Linked DNA regions of Sus scrofa: region 2 is linked to region 1. Evidence: chromatin contacts called from public HiChIP or PLAC-seq data. All regions are on one chromosome and are shown on one strand. Each heading gives the region's core, a stretch centred on a gene start, on an enhancer-like site or on the middle of the called end of the contact. The rest is flanking DNA. Distances are from core to core; before and after follow the strand shown.

Region 1 (4,387 bases), core at 125-2,624:
CAAGTAGTTATATAGCTTCCTTTTCCTCTCAGCATCCTTGCTCTTGGGTTTTTGCCTTTTAAAAATGTTTAAATGCCTTTTTAGTGGTAGTTGAAGATTTCAGGTTCTGTTGAAGAATGGGCCCCACCACAACCGGGGGAGGGGTGGTGCTGGTCTGCTGGGGCCCAGGACTGGCTGGACATCCTCCCACCCCCACCTCCACCCCCACCCCCAGGAACCAGGCCCCTGAGGCCTGCGGCTTGTGCCAGGCAGAATCAGGACCCTCGATTTCCAGGTCAGGAGATGCTTGAGCCAAATCAAATGTTCTTCAGGAATTTCTATCACAACATTGGAACGGAACACATTGGCCATGTAAAGTTGAAATTTTTTTTTAAGAGTGGGAAGAGCAAAAGAAAGATCTTGTTCAGACTTGAAATCTATGGGCTCAGCCCCCAAAGCACTGGGGATGCTTCCTCAGCAGAGAACCAAGGCAGCTACATTTTTTTCCCCCTTGGTCAGTGGTTCCAAATATTTTTGTTACCATGATCCCCTTGTGTTGTGTATATGTCCTCTTGCTCCCTGAATTTTTTGCTCACCTTTTTTTAATGAACGCATCCATTTTCCTTTATCTTACAATGCTCCAGTAAAAAAAAAAAAAAAAAAAAAAAGCAAGCAAGCAAAAACCCCCAGTATGCTCATTACATTTTTCTTGAGGCAAACCAGGCTGTTAACAGAGTGAAGAGTCAACACACAAAATATTCAATGAAAATGATACAAAGCCATTCTAAAAATATCATTAGTGCAAATTCATTTGTGATTCATATTCCAAGTAAGTGGTGAAACTCAGTGATCAGCATTTCACCCACTTTCAGCGTCTCTGCAGCCACAGCAAGGATGGAATTGTTGGCAGCTGGCTGACAACAGCGGTGTTTAATAACACGGTGGACTCCCAGGAATGGCACATTCATCGCCTTCCCCGTGACAGCGCCTTTTCCTTGGAACTGTTCACCCCCCAGGACAAATGTGCTGCCTGTGTACAGAGAGCACCCAGCTGTTGCCTGTCACCATCAAAGTGGCGGTAATACCGGTGGACAAGCTTACCCTGACTCGCCCCCCTTGGCTCTCACGGCCATTTCACTCGCGTCCGCTCTCAAGTCTGGGGAGGAAAGCTCTGGAGCCGCCAAGCCAGTAACATGCAGTGGACAAAAGCAGGAATGACTAATTTGTCCTGGGAAAACATGTCCAGTTGTTAAACCTATTTGCACCCAATTCATCATTTTCAACTGGAAGGTCCTCGGTTTAGAATACGCCTCACCTGGAGTTTCCACTGTGGTGCACAGAGTTAAGGATCCAGCACTGTCTCTGCTGCGGCATGGGTTCTATCCTAGGCCCTGTGCAGTGGGTTGAGAATCCAGCATTGCCTTAACTGTGGCATAGGTCACAGTCGCAGCTTGGATTCAACCCCTGATCCAGGACCTTCCATATGCCTTGAGTGTGGCCCTAAAAAAAAAATAATAAAATAAATAAAAAATAAAAAAGCTCCTTACCTACCTATCAAGTTGGACCATATTAAATTACCAGTAACCAACCATTTCTGAACTACATGACTAGTAATTTCAGTCAACCCAAATCACATCTACTCATCCTTCAGGACCTGGCTCAGGTATCTCCTCATCAGGACCCCTTCTTGGCTTCCCTGATTTAGATGCTACCACTCCGCTCTCACTGCATGCTGGGTATATTACTATGTCATACTTACTTCTCCTCTGTCTTTCCCACCAGAATTAAAGTTAGGAGCCATGTATTACTTACCTTTGAATACCCTACATGTAACTCTGTGACAGGTAAACAGTAGGTGCTCGATAAGTGCTTGAGTAAATGAGACTACCAAAGAGGACAGCCAGCTGGGCAATAACTATGGGTGTCAAAATCCATAATCTCATCTAAACAAACGGTCCCAGTATGGATGAGTCTCCTTGGGTGTATCTCCATTTTTTTTTTCTTGCTTTTTAGGGCCCCACCTGCAGCACACAGAAGTTCCCAGGCTAGGGGTCGAATCAGAGCTGCAGCTGCCAGCTTACACCACAGCCACAGCAATGTCAGATCTGAGCCTCATCTGCAACCTACACCACAGCTCACGCAAGGCCGGATCCTTAACTCATCAAGCAAGGCCAGGGATCGAGCCAGCATCCTCATGGATACTAGTCAGGCTGATTAGTGCTGAGCCATAATGGGAATTTCCAGGTGTATCTCCTTACATACAGCTCCTTGTAATAAAGAAGGAGCTGTCCACCTGTAGCTCTGTGAGAACAAAGAGGTAGTTATCTGCCCCCAACACACCCAAAGGACAATGGCCTGCAAGTACTAGAGAGACTCCTGCTCAGAAAGGAGGGAGAGGGATACACAGAGGAGTCCCTGACTACTGCAGTTCTGAAATCCAGAAGCGGTGGGACTGCTGCAAGTTCCTCCTTCTGTGTCTGAGGCCTGGAAGTAATTCTCCGCAGCTCGTGGCTCTACTCTCCAGGCTGTTCCAGCCTCTGAGTCATCCTTACTTTTTCATGAAAGGTAGCACTTGTTTGTGGCCAAATAATGTTCTCAGCTTGCTTCCTGCCAGAAGAGTTTTGGAAGTCCAGTGGCTTCTTATTTTGTCCTGTCTCTGTCCCTTTCAGTCCCAGCTGGCAGAGTTTCTGTGATACAGTTTTCTCAAAAAGGTGATGGGGCCTCTGTGCAATTCGTTGGGGTTCCCACCATTAGACAAACGCCACACCCATAAAGCTCTTCTAGATCAGCTGTTCCCTACCCTGGGCTCCTGCTGAGAATGAAAGACCATGTTCTAAGTTCCCCATGGGTCCTATTTGTGAGAGTTGTGTCCTTAATCTCTTGAAAGGGACCTTTGTGGACTGAATAACCTGTTCTTTGTTTATTTGTTTTTGTCTTTTTGCATTTTCTAGGGCCGCTCCGGGGGCACATGGAGGTTCCCAGGCTAGGGGTCCAATCGGAGCTGTAGCCGCCGGCCTACACCAGAGACACAGCAATGCAGGATCCGAGCTGCGTCTGTGACCTACACCACAGATCACGGCAATGCCAGATCCTTAACCCACTGAGCAAGGCCAGGGATCGAACCCACAACCCAGGGATCGAACACACAACCTCATGGTTCCTAGTCGGATTCATTAACCACTGAGCCACGAAGGGAACTCCATTACCTGGTCTTTCGACATCTCTGAGGTCTTAACAAAATGTACCATTGCTCCCTTGGCTTCCTGACAGTACCCAGAAGTCATTTCTTAATTTTGGCATTTTTTGTTCTCTAAAGAGATTTTTCAAAACCTTCAAGTTTTGGCTCCTTTGGTTTAACAATCCCTCTCTCAAGTTCTCTTCTCTTCCATTTCATTTTTAAAATGTTATTTATTTATTTATTTAGCTTTTTAGGGCCGTATGTGTGGCATATGGAAGTTCTCAGGCTAGGGGTCAAATCGGAGCTGCACCTGTTTATACCACATTACAGCAACGCGGGATCCAAGCCACGTCTATGATTTGGCCGCAGCTCACAGCAACGCCGGATCCTAAACCCACTGAGCAGGCCAGGGATCAAATCTGCAACCTCATGGATACCTGTCAGATTCGTTACCACTGAGCCACAATGGGAACTCCTCCTCTTGCATTTTATTATAAGCAGCAAGAAGAAAGGAGGCAGCACCTTCAACACTCTTGGAAATCTCCTCAGCTAGATCACCAAGTTCATTCAGCCTGCTTCTACTTTCCACTGAAGGGCGGACGACACAGTGTTGCTAAGATTCCTGCCAGTACATAATAAGGATTCTCCTTCGTCCAGTTTCCAGTACCATCCAGATTTCTACCGCCAGGTTGTTCAGGCAACTTAAGCTTCCTTTACCATGCTCCCCAAAATCTTTCCAGCCTCCTCCCACTGGCTGGTCCCAAAGCAGCTCTGAAATTTTTAAGCATTTGTTACAAAGGCATCCCACTTCTAGCACCAAGATATGCACTGCTTATGTAACAGTGAATAACAAAGTATCCCAAACTTCCTGGATTCAAATAGCAAAGTAGTGAATTCCTAGGTTCTGAGTCCAGGTGCAGCTCAGCTGGGTCCTCTAGCTCAGTGTCTCTCATGAGGCTCCAATGACAGTGTTGGTGGGGGGCGGGGGCTCCAATTATCTCAAGACCTGAATGGGGAAGAACCTCTTCCCAGCTCACTTACATGGTTGTTGGCAGGATTCGGTTCCTGGCAGGCTGTTGGACTGAGGGCTTCAGTGCTTCACTGGCTATTGGCCAGAGGACACCCACTTTTGGTCACATGGCCACTCCATAGGGAAATTCACCATTCAGCTGTTTGATTTATCAGAATGCACAAATGAAAGGAGTCACAGAGAGAGTGCACGTCACACAG
Region 2 (4,269 bases), core at 1,181-3,680, 180 kb after region 1:
TGGAGACAGTGAGGGAAAACTTGTTTGTGCATGACTATCTTGATTGACAATTAAGATAACTAGAGGCAATAAGGCAGGATCTCCTAAAATATAGTACTGTGCTTTCCCTGTGTACAGACGGCTCAGCTAAACTCCCTGAACACAATCCAGCTAATAAACAGCCTAAGCTAAATAGTCGAGCCGTGCTAAGGAAGATGACAGCTCCAGTAACTTCCTCTTTCTCGCCAACCTCCTCAGCTCGGCGAGTACACGCCTTTCCCCCTAGGAGGCAGGATAAAACAATTTCAAACGCACAAAATCGATCCGGTCCCACCAACACCATAAGACAGGGAAGTCAGCTTCCATGTCTTCCCCAGGCCACCAGAGTGAAATTTTATCTTAAAAAACTGCATAAATATTATCAACGAGAAAGTATCTGCAACAACGACAAAAAAATGAAAATATGTACTTAGTCCCTCCACACAGCCTTAAGGAAAGGATGGAAAGAAGGGATCTCGACACCGCGTCTCCTCGAGATGTAATGCTTTGATTCACTTTCCCCCGGGTCCCACCGCCAGCCAGGGGGAGCTTGCAGTTGGAACGCCAAAATATGCCTTTTCCTGTCCTCCGGAGTCGCGGAGGCAGCCGCGGCCACCGCGATCGGCGCGTCCCGCACCGACCCTCACCTGCCCAGGCCCGAGGCAGCGCCCTGGGCCCGGGCGGGCCCAGCGCCCCGGGAGGCATCCGGGAAGGCCGGCGGGAGGCAGGCCGACGGGCGGGCGGGCGCAGAGGCGGTTAGGCCGCGCTGCAGGCCGGCGCGCTTCCTGCCGCGGCCCCGGGAACGGCGGCGAGGCCCGGACCCGAAGCTCTCTGGGCCCAGATGCTGTGCGTGAACCACACACACACACACACACACACACACACACACTCACCCTCTTCGGCACACACACACACACACACACACACACACACTCACCCTCTTCGGCCCCCGCGGAGCGGCTCTCACCTGCGAGGCTCCCGAGCCCCGGCCACAAAGGGGGAGGGACACGCCACTCGGGGGTCCGGAACATACCGAACCCGCCTACCCCCAGAGTCCCGGGCCCCAGGCGCGGACCACCCCCCAACACACACACACACACACACACACACACACACACAGCCCGGAACCTTCTCCGCCTCCTACAGAGACGCGGGCCAGCAGCGCACCCGCCACACACCCACTCACTGTGGGTCCTCAGGCCGCCTCTCCGCCCGCCAAAGTCCCAACTCGCACGCTCCCCCACGCACATTTGTCCCTCTCCCACCTCATTTCCCCAGGGACGCGCTCCTCTTCCCAACACTCTCGATCCTACGCGGAGCTACAAAAACACTCTACCTCATTCTCTTCCTCTGGCCCAGGAGCAACAGCAGCCATTTCCCCGCGGCAGGGGAAACACACACACAAACACGCGCGCGCGCGCACCAGGCCCCCACAGATGCTTCCCCTCCGGAGCCGCGGCCGCAGACGCAAACACAAACACCCACAGGCGGGCCTGGCTGCCGCCCGCCCCGAAGGGAAGCCGCGGGCTCTCGCGGGCGGGCGCGCGGGGCGCCCGGACAGGGGTCGCGGAGGGCCTGCGCCCCCTCCTCACCTGCATTCAACGCGCCGGGGTCCGGGCGGCGGCGGCGGCGGCGGCGGCGGGGCGGCTGGTGCTGGTGCTGCGGCGGCGGGGGAGGCGGCGGCGGCGGTGGCGGCGGGGCTGAGGGCAGCAAAGACATGCAGGCAGCCCGCCGGGGGAAAGGCACCGGCCGGAGGGGACGCGGGGCGGGCAGGCCGGGCCGGGCCGCCTGAGGAACGGCAGAGGCGGCGGCAAGAAGGGCGGCTGAAGAGAGCGAGAAGGAGACGGATGGGGGGCAGGGAGTGGGGCCGAGGGCCGCGCCGCCGGGTTTCGGGGACGGTGACGCTGGGCGCTCAGGAGAGGCACCGCGGCCGCGGCCGCCGACGAGAAGGCCGCTGGCGGAGGAAGCTGCGCCCCCGCAGCCGCCGGAGCCGCGGCTATTACTCCAAGGGCCGCGCAGAGCCTGGCCTTGGCCTTGGCCTCCTGGCGCTGGGGCTGCCGCCGCTGCGGGGCTTGCTGCTGCGCCTGCTGCTGCCGGGGCCGAGGCTGCTACACCGAGACGCCAGCCTTCGGTGCCTCCGGTCTCTCTCACACACGTTCACACCCCCGAGGCCCGGGGGAGAGGCGTCCGCGCGATATCGGTATTGAGATTAATAACAAGGTGCAGAGAGTGCGAGAAGGAGGAGGGTTGATTGACGTGGAGGGGCTGGCGAGAGTCAGTCACTCCCCGGCGCGGAGGGGTGGGGTGAGGGGAAAGAGGCGGAGCTCCAGCGCCGCGCCTTGGCCACGCCCCCGGGGCGCCGCGTCGGGACGTGGTGCGCGTGCGCGCGGGGCTGCCAAGGTTCTTGCCCATTTTCTCCTTTACCCTTGCTGGCTTACTTGCTTTTCTTGGCTCGAATGACTAGCAGAGCTGGGGAGGCTGGTAGGTTATCAAAAAGCCGCAGTCACAGAACCATGGCGGGTGGTGGGAAGAGACTGGCGAACCTGCTTCGCCCGGTGTTCGTGTGTGGACTCGGCGCTGTTTACTGCACGCTCACCGGAGGCGGCCTGACAGCGGAGCCGAGCGCTAGTCTGGGCGGCGAATGGGACGCCAGGTGAGGTGAAGGAATCGATTGAAAGAAATGTTTCCTAACATCTTCAGTGGTTTGATTTTGTTTTAAACATGTAACATCTGTAAGTTGCATCGAGAGAGAGAAATAAAAGAACCTGTAACGCTCTGCGATAACCCCGTCCTATTTATTTTCTAATTTTCCCCTCTCACGATGGAATTACGTTTGTTTGCCAGCTGCAGGATGAAAATGTCAAAATGTAAACTAGAAATATTAACGTTTACTTGGTGAATGTGGCCTTGACACTTTAAGTTTATGGGGTTTAATTTTGTTTTTGTGGCCAGCTTCAGCTTTTACCACCAGCAGTCCAAAAACAAAGTATACCAGTTCTAGAGGCAGAATACTGCTGTTGCAGTTGTGCACAGTCTCTTTCCCACTGCATACTCTGGACTTGTGTACTTAACCCGTGTTGGTCAAGGGTATGTTAGCAGTGTTCAGTATTTTTTAGTGTGTTCTTTTGGACCCTAAGCACGTGTTGTTGGTTGCAGTTAATCGTAGACCCTCTTATTGAATGTGGAAAGCCCCTCTTGGAGAGAAAAATTGCGGTGAAAATGCAGATCATCATTTACCCGGAACTGATCAACTATTAAGAGTCCCCCATTGCAGAAGAACAATTGCATCTCTTTCATCTTTGTCACGAGGAAGTGTTGAGTGAGTGAGTGAAGAAGCCCCTCAAGATACAGAAGACTGAAGGTTACTTTGTTTTCCACCTGTGTTAAGTTTCCATTTCCCTCCTTAGCCACACCACCCCCATATCAGCTTCTGTAATAGGTGTGGAAATGGCCTTGATTCTAGAAGAAATCCCGCTCATTCCTAACTATCTTGATTCTAGGCTGAGGTATAATGGATAATTACCTTTCACTTTGTAAGCAACAAAGCCAAACAAGTCACTTCAGGAGCTCAGAAAAGTAAACCTGCCTCAGTGGCATCTTTTTTTTTTTTTTTTTTTTTGGATAGGAAAGAAATAGTTTGATTAAGGTAGGACGCTTGTAAGAGATGCAAGCTGGCAGGCACAGAAGCTCTGCTTACCTCAGCGGCATCTTGCCACAGCATTTCTCCTTGGCACAGAAACACTTGCCCCAAGGAGAAATACTACCAAATGCTGAAGAGAAGACGAAGATAAATACCTGAAAAATATAAATTGGATGATGGGACATCCTCACAGATTTAAACTTCTTCAAATATCTATATAGCCCTAGCTATTCCTATACAATAAACGAACATCTGTGGAGGGTGTGTTATGTTCCAGACATTGTATTTTGCATCAGAGGCACAAAGATAAGCATATGTAGTCTCTATTCTTCAGTAGCTCACGGTCATAGGGGAAGCAGACCCATAAACAGGAAATTCTCCTACAACAAACCAGAAATGAAAGTATGAAACTGACACAAAATTAACAATCACGACAATGTCCAGGAGGATTAAACTGATGGCGCTGGCAATTTCACTTGAGCCATGTGATACCTGCCACTCTCAGACTCACTGGGACTGGGATGGGGAAAGAGAGGAGAGTCTTGGTGGATGTAAAAGAAGCACTAATAAATGCGGAGGCGGGGGGCGGTTTGCCAAAGTTGAGGCAGACT

Evidence for each region. HiChIP or PLAC-seq counts read pairs in DNA pulled down with a chosen protein or histone mark.
Region 2: a contact with region 1 is called in an H3K27ac HiChIP or PLAC-seq map of alveolar macrophages. The contact joins the promoter of MRPL1 here to the enhancer-like site in region 1. A contact is called at or near these places in 1 of 5 promoter capture datasets (liver), 5 of 47 Hi-C or Micro-C datasets (brain, liver, skeletal muscle and 1 more) and 2 of 2 datasets of contacts at active chromatin or transcription factors (alveolar macrophages and skeletal muscle).

What each region holds. Positions count from the first base shown.
Region 1 is chr8:73,121,162-73,125,548 of Sscrofa11.1, forward strand. LOC110262133 (a long non-coding RNA gene) reads right to left here. Exons shown (of 3, transcript XR_002346721.1): 3 at 3,590-4,326. Among named protein-coding and RNA genes, the nearest start is that of CXCL13, 52 kb to the left of the region's middle. Within about 2 kb of position 1,375, at least 2 of the 83 cell types and tissues checked have an H3K27ac peak or open chromatin away from gene starts, as enhancers often do. A contact at or near this core is called in alveolar macrophages and skeletal muscle, where this site is marked.
Region 2 is chr8:73,303,014-73,307,282 of Sscrofa11.1, forward strand. MRPL1 (39S ribosomal protein L1, mitochondrial) reads left to right here and starts at 2,431. Exons shown (of 10, transcript XM_021100620.1): 1 at 2,431-2,671. The region is part of intron 1 of CNOT6L (CCR4-NOT transcription complex subunit 6-like); the gene reads right to left.